Linked DNA regions of Mus musculus: region 1 is linked to region 2. Evidence: chromatin contacts called from public HiChIP or PLAC-seq data. All regions are on one chromosome and are shown on one strand. The core of a region is the stretch at or near the end of the contact, and the rest is flanking DNA. Distances in the headings are between cores, read along the strand shown. Region 1 overlaps Abca8a (ATP-binding cassette, sub-family A (ABC1), member 8a). Region 2 has its middle 38 kb from the start of 1700023C21Rik.

Region 1 (6,453 bases), core at 2,127-4,626, 150 kb before region 2:
CATCCCCCACAGCTCCAGGTCATACCTCAGCCATGCCCTCCCCATCCCCCACAGCTCCAGGTCATACCTCAGCCATGTCCACCCCATCCCCCACAGCTCCAGGTCATACCTCAGCCATGCCCTCCCCATCCCCCACACTTCCAGGTCATACCTCAGCCATGTCCACCCCATCCCCCACAGATCCAGGTCATACCTCAGCCATGTCCACCCCATCCCCCACAGCTCCAGGTCATACCTCAGCCATGCCCTCCCCATCCCCCACAGCTCCAGGTCATACCTCAGCCATGCCCTCCCCATCCCCCACAGCTCCAGGTCATACCTCAGCCATGCCCTCCCCATCTCCCACAGCTCCAGGTCATACCTCAGCCATGCCCTGTTCCCCCATGCCCCGCAGGGGACATGGTGCAGTTTTTCCATAACTGACTATACTAATTCGTACTTGCACCAACTAAGGACAACAGCTCCATCTTCTCCACCTCCTTATCATTTCTTCTCCACTTTCCTCCCTTTTGATAGCAGCCCCTTTACTGATGTGAAGTGATATCACACCATTTATTTGTATGTACATATTCATATGTGTGCATGTGTGAGCATGCGTGTAGAGCCAAGAAGTTAATGTTGGATGTCTTCCTCAGTAACCCCCCCCTTTTTTTTTTAATCTGAGACTGTCTTTCAGTGAATCTGGGTTTACTCATTTGCATTGATTGGCTGGTTATCAAGTTCCTGGGGCTCTTTCTGTCACTGTCTACCCAGCTTTGGGTTCTAGGTGTAACACTGCTGTAACTGTAATGTGGACGCTGGGATTGGATTCAGGTCCTTGTGCTTATGCGGCAAGCACTTTAGCCATTTCTCCAGCCCCTTGCCATGGTTTTTATTAACATTTTCCTGTAGATCATCCTTTAATATAAGGTAATGTGGCACCTTTGCACACACTTGAGTCCATGCATTTGTTCTCTGGATGAATCCTTCCGCCTTTCTGAGATGATCACTGAAGTCTGCCACAGAAGCACTTTGGGGAACAGTACCGAGTTTGATCCCTGACAGTGACCTTCTCTCCATAGGTGCTGCTGAAGGGGAGCAGCACAGGGGACACCCCGGGGTTCCTGGGGTACTGTCCTCAGGAAAATGCTCTGTGGCTCAACCTGACAGTGAGGGAACACCTGGAGATATTTGCAGCCATAAAGGGGATGAGAAAAAGTGACGCGAACGTGGCCATCGAAAGGTACACAGGGCCTGCACCTGTTCACTTTCTGAACCCTCGTGATGGGGGAAAGGCTCACTCACAGGAAACGTGGAACTGGGCTTCCTATTGCTTGACTATGTGGGGTAGAGAAAACTTCCAAAGTTTTATTCACTTTCATTTAAAAGATGGAGGGGAGATGGTCAGTATTCAATAGTAAGTGATTGAGTGTACTTTAGATATAAACTAAATTGCAGAAGTATTTGAACACTGTGCCAACAATTTAAAATCGGTAAGTGCCTCTCTCTTCATCACAGGGAACATAGCTTTTGTCAGCCTGACCCTGTTGAAAGTTTCAATGCATTTCTTGAACTACCTTCCTGGTGCCAATGCCTCCATCTTGGCCAGGCTCATTGCCCCACCCTCCCATCATCTCTCTTCACCATGGAGAGGATGGTGATGTTCCACTGTCTCTCTTCAGGTTGGCAGATGCGCTCAAGCTGCAGGACCAGCTGAAGTCTCCTGTGAAGACGCTGTCAGAGGGAGTGAAGAGAAAGGTATATGCAGGACTCAGGGGAAGGGCTTCGAGCACACCTCAGGGAGGCACACTTGAGGTGATGCCTCATGGGCTGTCTCTCTTGTTACAGCTGTGCTTTGTGCTGAGCATCCTGGGGAACCCTTCTGTGGTACTTCTGGATGAGCCATCCACCGGGATGGACCCCGAGGGGCAGCAGCAAATGTGGTGAGGATCTACCGCTCTCATGGTGGTAGGGAGTTCATGAATTGTGTCAGTATTGTTAAACAAACATAAATAAATGTGGTCAACACCATCCATATCCCTAAAAACTATTATTTTGGGAGAAAACGTACTTATGTTTCCTGGTGGTTTACAATCAACTTCCATGAAGGAAAATTAAGCTTAGGAGAATTGAATCCTTTTGTTCGGTCTCATAGACAGTCCCTTTCTACTCAGAATGTTTGCTCTCAATCATCCTTCTTCTAAGTGTTTTCTCTTGACAGCCTCTGCTGTGTCACCAGTGTTTCTCTAGCAATCGACTTGACAGCCCTCTTCCTCCGTGCCTCCATCTTGCTTGGTCTGCATTGATTATTTCTCATCTCTGCCTCGTGGCATCTCCTCTCTCCTTTGTCCAGAAGAGTCGGGGGACTTCTGTTCATCACAGTTCTTCTCTTGACAATATAGGCAGGCTATCCAGGCCACCTTTTCAAACACAGAACGGGGCGCCCTCCTGACCACCCATTACATGGCAGAGGCTGAGGCTGTGTGTGACCGCGTGGCCATCATGGTGTCTGGGAGGCTGAGGTGGGTGCCTGTTTTCATCCCACTTGTGTCCACTCTGTGATGATCAGATGAAACGAATTTGCTTTTAAAGAAAATCAGTGTTCATGGGTAAGAGTTGGAGTTGCCACTTCCCTACTAACAGTGAAGAAACCTATTTGGGAGCCTGAGTGGCGATCTGCGCATGCTCACAGGCACCATCCCCACATTTGTCTTCTGCTTTGTTATTCCTATTCCTGACCCAGATGTATTGGATCCATCCAACATCTGAAGAGCAAATTCGGCAAAGAATATCTCCTGGAGATGAAGGTGAAGACCCCCTCGCAGGTGGAGCCCTTGAACACGGAGATCATGAGGCTGTTCCCCCAGGCTGCTCGGCAGGAAAGGTAAGCACAGTTTCGGGGTTGTGCTTGTGAATGTATTTCTGTCGGTCAGTCTGTCTGTCTGTCCACATGAGTACACATGTCTGCCAACATGAGTACACATAAACACACACACACACACACACACACACACACACACACACACACACACACACACACGCTATAGGCCACAAGTCAATATCCCTTGCCTTCCGTTATCGTCCTCTGTCTTATCGTTTGAGACGGCGTCACAGTGTCTTTCCCTGAGCTGAGCTGAGCTGAGCTGAGCTGAGCATCTTGCTACACTGGCTTGCCAGCAAGCTCTAGGGATAAGCCTGTTTCTGCTCAAGCTCTCTCCTACCCCCAGCCAGTACCGGATTACAGACACACTTAGCCACATCCATTTTCTGTGAGTTCTGAGTTCATAAACTTAAGTCCTTCCTCATGCTCGCATGGCAGACGCCGTCCTGGCTGAGTCATCCTCCCAGCCCACAGTTGTTGTTTTTGATCTAGCAAAGCACACCCACTTTCCCCTGGGATTTGTTTGGCTTGGGAGACACTGTGGGTCATGTTTACACTGCAAGAAAACCTCAAAGAGGTCACTGAAGTGTGGATGCTGCTTGGAGTCTACTAGAGAACAGAGGGCTGGTTGTAAATCTGAAGTCACATGGGTGTGGCCCAACTATATGGCAGATTCTTTCTAGGTCTTAGGCTACCCGATTGTCACCCTGATCTTTAAAAGTTAGAACCGTTTTAAGCCAATGAGCACGCCTGAGTAAGACTTGGAGTTGCCCTGTCCTTACTTAACAGGGAGGAGACTCTAACTTGGGTGTGGTGATGCAGTGGTGACATAAGCATGGTCACAGGTACCTTTCCCACATTTGTCACATGCCTTTGTAATTCCTATCCCTGCTCCAGATATATTGGAGCAACCTAACACCTAAAGAGCAAATTTGCCATAGACTATCTGCTGGATGAATTGCTTGGGTAAAGACCCAGTACTTATAGGAATAAACTAATTGTATTTCACCAGTGTCTTTACTAATAGAAGCTTCATACAGACACAGTAGGATAATAATGACGGCGTGGACTGATGAAAGAGCGTAACTCTTATTTTTATTCTGTTTGTAAGAGCCCTAATTCTGTATAAACTAGATCGCATAATCAGTAAACACTGCTGGTGAAATAGAACGCTCTGTAAATGAAAGGAAATAAATTCTTTGACGTGAAATCAGTCTGTTGTGATTATTAATCTGCCAACAATAGGTGCCTGACCAGCAACTGATGAACTCTGGGACCTTCTCAAGAAATTGTGGTTTCGTGTCCTGAGGACTCTCAGGGTTCCCTTTGGTGAGAATAGCATTGAGAGTTGGGGGAGGAGGTGCCTAAATGTGGACTCTGCACTGAATAAGTAGATTCCTACCCAGTGTAGAAATTCTAGGAAGCTGTGGTATGGTAAAAGGAGCCTGTGTTCCCAGTCGAGACTGGGTGGGAAAGAACAGTCTCAAAACGTTGCCTAGACAGGCCCTGCATGGGTCCTTCCAAGGAGCCTGAGGTACTGAACTCACTCATCTTTCCCTCTCTTCCTTCTTGTCAACTGGCCGGCTTCAGTGGCCCCACTCTCAGAGATTCAATTATGCCAAAGAGTCGTATATATGAAAAGAAATGTAGTGGGTGCCATAGATGTTAAGCCACATGCTTAGAGACCAACCCAGCCTTCCTTTCTTCCCAGGTACTCTTCTCTGATGGTCTATAAACTGCCCAGGGAAGATGTGCAACCTTTATCCCAGGCCTTCTTCAAATTAGAGACAGGTAAGAGACTAGTTAGAGATCAGACTCTGAGATCAAATAGTTCCAGAACTTAAAAGAGCCCACAGCGGTGAGAAATTGAATCGGCACATTCTGGCTAATTGTGAGCATTCACAGTTCCTTCTGAAATACAGAAGCAGAAAACTAAAGAGGTGAGCTGGGCATATGCGTGGTAAGGTTTGTTGTTTTTATTTTTTGTTTGATTTTTGTTTTTACTTTGCACATAGGAAAGTACAAAAGTAAGACAAAATTCACCATACTTTGAAGGTTTTTATTTTAGATCTAAAATCAATTTCACTTTAGAGATAATATTAAAAGTGTATATTTTTAAAGTAAATTGCACTTTATTGGCTCAGGCCACTAATGACCTATAAACTCCTCTAGAAGTGTGAATGCTCTGGTATCCACTGAGAGGCTTCAGTGTAGCTCAGAACACGCAGTATTCATCGTCTGAGCAGAGCTTTGTGTTGTCCGTCTTCTGGTTTTCATGCTCTGCTTGTCTGAGTGATCCCAAGAACTCTTAGTATTTACTGCTCAATGTCACCTTCTCTTGCCTGTCACCCGCCCTACTAAGGAAGAGAAAGCCGTCGCCTGTCCCACAGATATCTTCTGGTTTCTGCTGGCTGCATCCAAAGTTGTCTTGATGTATCTTCTTCTCATTGTCTAAATTTAGCACCTAAGCTTTCTGGGACATGTGATCCTTCACAGCACTTCCAAGATTAACATCATTCTCACGATTCTTTTGGGGGTTTGGGGGGCCTCTTTCCACTAAAATCCTGTCTACCATTTATCATGACTTGAACTGTGTCCTTCTGTATAAATTGGTTAAACAGAGAGCTTTCCATGCTGTTGTGACTTTTTAGATAACTTTTGACTTTATCTCTGTGCCTTTCTTCTCTCTTTTCCAAAATCTCTTCCCCTCACAACCTACAATGTCAAGTCTACTGAATCAATGGTTCCTATTCAGGGAAGAAAGTCTCGTTGTATCCCAAGATGCTGGTCTTTAAAAAACTGTATCGCATACAAATGTAGTGCTGGCTCTTTCCCTACAAAATTGAAGCAGATGTTGTACATATTTCAGTTGTGCAATGTGCTCAGAAAAAAAAATTGCCTGTCAGTTCATCTAATGGTTCCTTACAATTTGCTGCTATTCATGACCTGTGATGAGTTAGTAAACATGTAAGACTTAATATATAAGAGTCCTGACATATGTTTTTTTTTTTTACACAGTTAAACAGAGCTTTGACCTGGAGGAGTACAGCCTTTCACAGTCCACCCTGGAGCAGGTGGGTCAATTTCAGGGACTTGTGTTCACAAACATTAAACACATGATCTTTGGATTCAGACAAGTGAAGAGTCTTGTGACTTCAGTTTCGTAAAACGCATGGAGTTGCTCTTGAAATGTGTTTTCATGTCCCTTCCAGGTATGACAGATAAGAGTGAGTTTATTTCCGCTAAGTCATTAAATCTGCAAATGTTATTTGTTTATGTGCCTCCATGGAAAAACAGGGTTTTTTTTTTTTTCGTGTACAGCAAGTCTGCCACAGGCAGTTTGCTCTTTGTGAATGAACTCTTCTTAGCCATCAGAGCATAAAATGTCTGATGCTCTGAATAAAGTTGGTTATTACATGAAAAAGGAAGCATTGTGATCTCTCTCTTTCTCTCTCTCTCTCTCTCTCTCTCTCTTTCCCTCCCTCCTTCCCTCCCTTCATCCCTCCCCCCTCAGGTCTTCCTGGAGCTCTCTAAGGAGCAGGAGCTGGACGGTTTTGAAGAGGAACTTGATCCCTCAGTCAAGTGGAAGCTCC
Region 2 (6,221 bases), core at 1,746-4,245:
GAACAGACACCATGACCAAGGCAACTCTTTAAAAGGACAACATTTAATTGGGGCTGGCTTACAGGTTCAGTGGTTAATTCCATTATCATCAAGGCAGGAGCATGGCAGCATCCAGGCAGATGTGGATCTGGAGGAGCTAAGAGTTCATCCAAAAGCAGACAGAAGAAGACTGGCTCTCATGTGGTTAGGAGGAAGGTCTCGCTGCTCACCCCAACAGTTACACACTTCCTCCAACAAGGCCACACCTCCTAATAGGGCCACTCCCTGAGTCGAGCATATTCAAGCCACAGTAGGGGCAGACTGCTGAGGTGAGTTCCACCCCTGGCCAGGTGGTCCTGGATTACATAAGAAAGCAAGCCGAACAAGCCAAGAAAGTAAGCCGGCAAACAGCAATGCCCCATGGTCTCTGCTTCAGTTCCTGCCTCCAGGGTCCTGTTTGAGTTTCTGCCCTGACTTCACTGGGTGATAGACAGTGAGGTTGCTTCTGGCCATGGTGCGCATCACAGAGTTAGATAGCAGGTCAAACAGCCAAGCAAACCATTAAGAGTCTGCCTGTCAAGCCGGTTGTGGTGGCGCACACCTTTAATCCCAGGACTCAGGAGGCAGAGGCAGGCAGAATTCTGAGTTCGAGGCCAGCCTGGTCTCCAGAGTGAGTTCCAGGACAGCCAGGGCTACGAAGAGAAAACTTGTCTCAGAAAACCAAACCAAGCCAAACCAAAAAAACAAAAAACAAAAAACAAAAAACAGTCTGCCTGTCTCAGCCCACCATGTATCAGTCTCTGTCATATGAAGGCACACTGTGTCTGACAGATACAAGGGTCCTGTTTCCAGCCTCTCCTCCTTGGTCAACCTCTCTCTCTTGTTTCAATACAAGTCTTCTAGTCTTTCACCCTTCCTCTCTACACGATTGCATTTGGCTGCTCAAAGTTCTTTCCTTACCTACTTTTCCGAGTGTCCTTCCTTGGCAAAGGTGGGATTGAGATCAAATGAGTTATCCCTGCTGCCACGGAGACCAGCAGCCAAGAGGGGAGAAATCTCAAAGGCAGACACGGGTTCCCTAAATGATGGAGAGATTCTCTTTGGTTTACGTGGGGAAAATAATAATAACCAATCTGGGGAGTGTATCTCATCTGATAGAGTGTTTGCCTCTACCAACTACATAGAGCCTTGGGTGTGATCCCCAACACTGCAAAAATCAAGCAAGGTAATGCATACCTCTAATCCTGGTGAGCACTTAGGAGGTGGAGGCAGGAGGGTTAGCAATAGGAGGCTGAGTTATATGAGACAAAGGGGTAGGGGGTGACCCTTGGCTGTTCATTCTGTTGGGTCTTTTCTACCCAGTGTAGTCAGAGCACAGGCATCTGGCGCCTTTGTACTGCTCTACTGTGGTCCACTGAAGTCCACTCAGTGCTGCTGAAGGTTTGGCACACATGATGCCACACAGATACAACGCAGGCTTTGTAAATGCCAGGGGGACAAGCAACCCCTTCTCCATGGGGCTTTCACCCCTTAGAGCTAGCTGCAAATGGGCAGTCTTCAATTGGAGGAGCCTGACTCCTATCACCCCAAGGGGTGACATGACATTCCACTCCAGGCTGTTGGTGGAGCTGGGACAAATTGCACTTGTTTCGGTGAAATACAGCAACTCAGAGGAACAAATAACCCCTTTACCAGTTCCAAGGATCTGCCAGTTCTAGCCCTTTGGGTTGAACCCCAGGGCTAAGGGGATGTCCCACTTTAACTACTCTTTAGGGACAATATATACATTCAGCAATGTATATATATAAGGGCTTATGGAAAATACAAATCCAAATGAAGCCTTTGGATACTAATCATATCTAAGAATGATAAGATGACCCTAAAGATGAGACCCCGAGGCACTCCACCAAAACACTCAGGAAGCCTGGCTTGTTCTAAGAATGGAAAAGGAGAATCTGTTCATCTATCTACTAAGGAACAATAATAAACACTGCCATGCCATTCATTTTAATCTCTGCATCCCCTTTGTGGAAAGGGCAGGAGGTTTAACATTTTTCTGACTCTGTTGTGTCTCATATTTTTGAGTGCCTGGGACATTCAGAAAAGAGAGAAAGATTTCCCAGAGGAAAGCCTGCTGTCAGCTCTTAAACTGGACCGTGAACTGACCCCACCGTCACATTATCCATCTTCGGTGTCAAGGCTCTGTTGCAAGATCTCTGCAAGCCAAATTCCATTACCCACCCACTGCAACCACAGCCAACAGCTCCATCTGCATAAAAGTTGTGAATATCATAGCCAAGGGGCCTGGATACTGGTGCATACTCTGAGGCCTCAGAATTCCATAGAGGAAAGCTGTCCTGATAACTTACGAGTCTCTAGAAGAAGAGTTGGTGCTAGAACAACTACTGTCTAACTCATGGCTCTAGCAACACATGCTTGACACTGGACATCAGACAACAGCTTCCTGATTTGGAAAATGCAAAATCTTCAAGACGTGTCTAGACCTTTGCCCTGCACAAAAACAGTACCAGTCAAGAGAGCCTTCCATTGACGAAATAATGAAGCTGGATCCTCGACCTTACTTGATATACGGAAGTGAGCTCAAGAGTTCAAAAACTTAAACTGGACAGTTGAAGTGATTAAAACCCTTAACAGAGAACATAGTTGTGAGCCTTTGGATTTTGGATTAAACAATGCTTTCTTAGTAACCACAAGCATGAGCAAGAATAAAACCCAGAAGTGAGAGAATTGTAAGTTCAAGTTCACTCTCAGCTCTCTAGCAAGTTTGAGGAAGCAGCCAACAGAACAGGAAGAGCCAATAAACGTTACATTCTATTGGTGACTTATCAGGTGCTGTTCACACTTACTGGAAAAGGGATCTGGAGCAAGAAGCCCTCTCTTGACTCAGTTTCAAAGACATTTATATCAAGTGTCCTCCGAGACCTCCTGTCCCAAGTCAGGCTGAGCCCTGGCTCCTGACAAGGAGAGGGAAATGCAGACAGAAAGTAAACCATTCACAACAGAGGTTGCTATGGTTTCCAATGGCGTGAAATGCTTGTAGAGAGAACAGTAAGGCAAAAACCAAAGCCATCAATGGACAGACCCAATCAGAGCTCCGCTGGTCTGGCCACCGCTTCCTGAGCTGGTTTCTGCTGACTGTCTGTTACTACTATTACTTGCTATCTGTTCTTTTGCTTGCTCCACAATCAGTAAAACCCACGAAGACAGTGTGATCAGAGACCTGAAAAGTGTAGGAGAAAAGACAAGTGTTTCACCCAATAAAATAAACCAAGCAGAACATGGCTGCAGGCACCTGCGCTGGGTTGGCAAGAAGAGAAGCAGAAACCTTATCCCAATATAAGCCAAGTAGCTCTGGCAAAACAATACCAGCAGCTATATACTCAGGACATGCCCACTACCTCACCAGCATCAAATCCAACTGTGGCTTTGTTTTTGTTTTTTTTTTTTTTTTTTTTTTTTTTATTGTTGTTTGATTCTTTCTTTGTTTTGTAAGGGTGATTCCTCTTACAACAGTGGAGAAGAACCCCATTTTCTCATTCTTTGTAACTCAGATACACTGGCTGGATTCCAGATGAAGAGACAATCTATTGTTTAAAACTGAGAAATTCTGGTTTTGTTTTTTTTTTTTTTTTTTTTTTTTTGGTTTTGTTTGTTTGTTTGTTTGGTTGGTTGGTTGGTTGGTTGGTTGGTTGGTTGGTTGGTTGTTTTTTATTTTTTATTTTTTTGTTTTGGTTTGTTTTGGTTTTTTTGTTTTTGTTTTTTTGAGACAGGATTTCTCTGTGTAGCCCTGGCTAACCTGGAACTCACTCTGTAGACCAGGCTGGCCTCGAACTCAGAAATCTGCCTGCCACAGCCCCAGGGTGAGAGGTGAATCATCCAGTCAGTAATCTGGCTCATGGACCCAACAGGGAATTCTCAAAAGAGGAAACACAAAGGGACGATAAATACTTGGGAAAATGTTCAACACCCTATGTCATAAGGGCAGTGCAAATTGAAACAGCTTTGAGAGTCTACCTCATTCCTGTCAACTGGCTGTCATCAAGAAACAAATGACAGTATCATTAATAGTGTCAGTGTTAAGGATTGGTGCTTGTCCATGGAATGACTCTCAAGTTGGGCTGGTTATTGGTTGGTGTCTTAGTTAGGGTTTTACTCCTGTGAAGAGGAGCCATGACCACTGTGACACACTTACTTCAACAGGGACACACCTTCTAATAGTGCCACTCCCTGGGCAGAGCATATACAAACTATCACTTTCCACTCCCTTGGTCCCCAGAGGCTTATCTATGGAAGCCACACCTAAACACAGCATAATGCAAAATACATTTAGTCCAACTTCAAAAGTCCCCATAGTCTGTAGTAGTCTCAACAGTGTTAAAAGTCCCAGAGTTCAAGGTCCTTCTGAGATTCATCCAATCACTTAACTGTAATCCCCAAAGCAAGACAGGAAACCAGTTGGGCAAACTCCAAATTCAGCATTTCCATGTCTGATGTCAAAGCAGTCTTTAGATCTCCAACTCCTTTTTCATCTTTGTTGACTGCAACAAAGGGCTGGTGTCTCTTCTCCATCTCTGCCCTCTGTAGCACTCTAAGCTCCGGTTGATCCACTCCACTCCTGCTGCTGTTCTTGGTGATCATCCCATGGTACTGGCATCTCTAGTATGCTAGGGTCTTCCACTGCAACTAGGCTTCACCAATAGGCTCTCTTCATGGTGCCAAGCCTCAAATTCTTTGCCTGATCCCTTCAGTCTTGGTCCATCAACTGCAACTGAGGCTGCACCTTCACCAATGGCCTTCCATGGCCTCTCATAATGCCAAGCCTTAGCTGCTCTACATGACCCCTTCATGCCTTCAAAACCAGTACCACCTGGGTGACTCTTCCACATTACCAAGTACAGCTGTAGCATGAGGTACAACCTTGACTATCTCTAGAACACAGCTTCTTCCTGCTCTCAGAAAACACTTCCTAGAAGATTTTATCTAAGCGATGTTGGTCTCTTCTTAATCACTGCTAATTTCTTAGCTCCAGCTAACCAGCATCAATTGTCCCAGTAGTCCCTTTTATTCTGTATTCTAAAGCCAGAGCCATGTGGCCAAAGCTGCCAAGTTCTGCTGCTTGCTGGAGCTCGAACATGGTCCCCTTGTTCTATTACATTCTCACCAGCTCTCTGTTTTCTAATTCCTTCATTGCCTAAGTTTGGCTGTCCTGGAACTTGCTCTGTAGACTGACTTTGAACTCAAAGATCTGCTTGTCTTTGCCTTCTGGGATTAAAGGCTTGTACTACCATGCCTGGACCTAAATTTAGCTGGGTGGGATCTTGCTGCAATGTTACTACTCCCTTAATTCAATTTAACATCCTTGAACACAGGATTCAGCTCCATTCCACTTCCTGGTGCCCTTTTAATACTCCAACCATGTATTTTATATTTTTCCTTTATTAGCTTGATATGCTTGTTTAAAATGCTCTTCATAAGACTTAACCAGAGAACAAAGTCTATGCTGGGAGTTTCTGAGACTTCATTTGTCAGTGAAATTAAGCTGAGTCTCTTCACCTTAGCCTCAAGCAGATTCTTTGGACACTGGCAAAAAGCAGCCACATTCTTCACCAAAATATCACAGAAACAGTCTCTCAGCCACATGCTAAAATTCTTCTCCTCTGAAACCTCTAGAAACAGGCTTCCACAGTTCAAGTCTCCCTCAGAAACAAAGTCTTCCTTATTCCCACTAGGACAGCCCATTAAGCCCCGCTTAAAGCAATCCACCGCTTTCCAAGTCCAAAGTCCTCAAATTCACATTTTTTCAAAACAAAAGCATGGTTAGGCCTATCACAGCAATACCCCAGTCCCTGGTACCAACTTCTGTCTTAGGGTTTTACTGTTGTGAACAGACACCATGACCAAGGCAACTCTTGTAAGGACAACGTTTAATTGGGGCTGGCTTACAGGTTCAGAGGTTCAGTCCATTATCATCAAGGCAGACGTATGGCAGCATCTAGGCAGGAATGGTACAGACAGAGCCAAGAATTCTATATCTTCATCTGAAGGCTGTTAGCAGAATACGGGCTTCCAGACACCTAGGCTGAGGGTCTTAAAGCTCACACCCACAGTAACACACCTACTCCAACAAGGCCACACCTACTCCAACAGGGCCACACCTTCTAATAGTGCCACTCCCTGGGTCGAACATATACAAACCATCACAGTTGGCCATTCCCTCAGTC

Evidence for each region. HiChIP or PLAC-seq counts read pairs in DNA pulled down with a chosen protein or histone mark.
Region 1: a contact with region 2 is called in an H3K27ac HiChIP or PLAC-seq map of heart atrium, with 6 times the contacts expected there. The contact joins two enhancer-like sites. A contact is called at or near these places in 6 of 484 Hi-C or Micro-C datasets (the C2C12 cell line, embryonic stem cells, muscle stem cells and 2 more), 3 of 115 datasets of contacts at active chromatin or transcription factors (cardiomyocytes, fibro-adipogenic progenitors and heart atrium) and 1 of 9 other capture datasets (liver).

The regions. Positions count from the first base shown.
Region 1 is chr11:110,026,329-110,032,781 of GRCm38.p6, reverse strand. Abca8a (ATP-binding cassette, sub-family A (ABC1), member 8a) reads left to right here. Exons shown (of 39, transcript NM_153145.4): 32 at 1,062-1,222; 33 at 1,662-1,737; 34 at 1,828-1,922; 35 at 2,382-2,501; 36 at 2,723-2,863; 37 at 4,572-4,651; 38 at 5,879-5,934; 39 at 6,375-6,453. Among named protein-coding and RNA genes, the nearest start is that of Abca8b, 34 kb to the right of the region's middle. Within about 2 kb of position 3,376, at least 58 of the 459 cell types and tissues checked have an H3K27ac peak or open chromatin away from gene starts, as enhancers often do. A contact at or near this core is called in fibro-adipogenic progenitors, heart atrium and muscle stem cells, where this site is marked.
Region 2 is chr11:109,881,000-109,887,220 of GRCm38.p6, reverse strand. No RefSeq gene overlaps it. Among named protein-coding and RNA genes, the nearest start is that of 1700023C21Rik, 38 kb to the right of the region's middle. Within about 2 kb of position 2,995, at least 28 of the 459 cell types and tissues checked have an H3K27ac peak or open chromatin away from gene starts, as enhancers often do. A contact at or near this core is called in fibro-adipogenic progenitors, heart atrium and muscle stem cells, where this site is marked.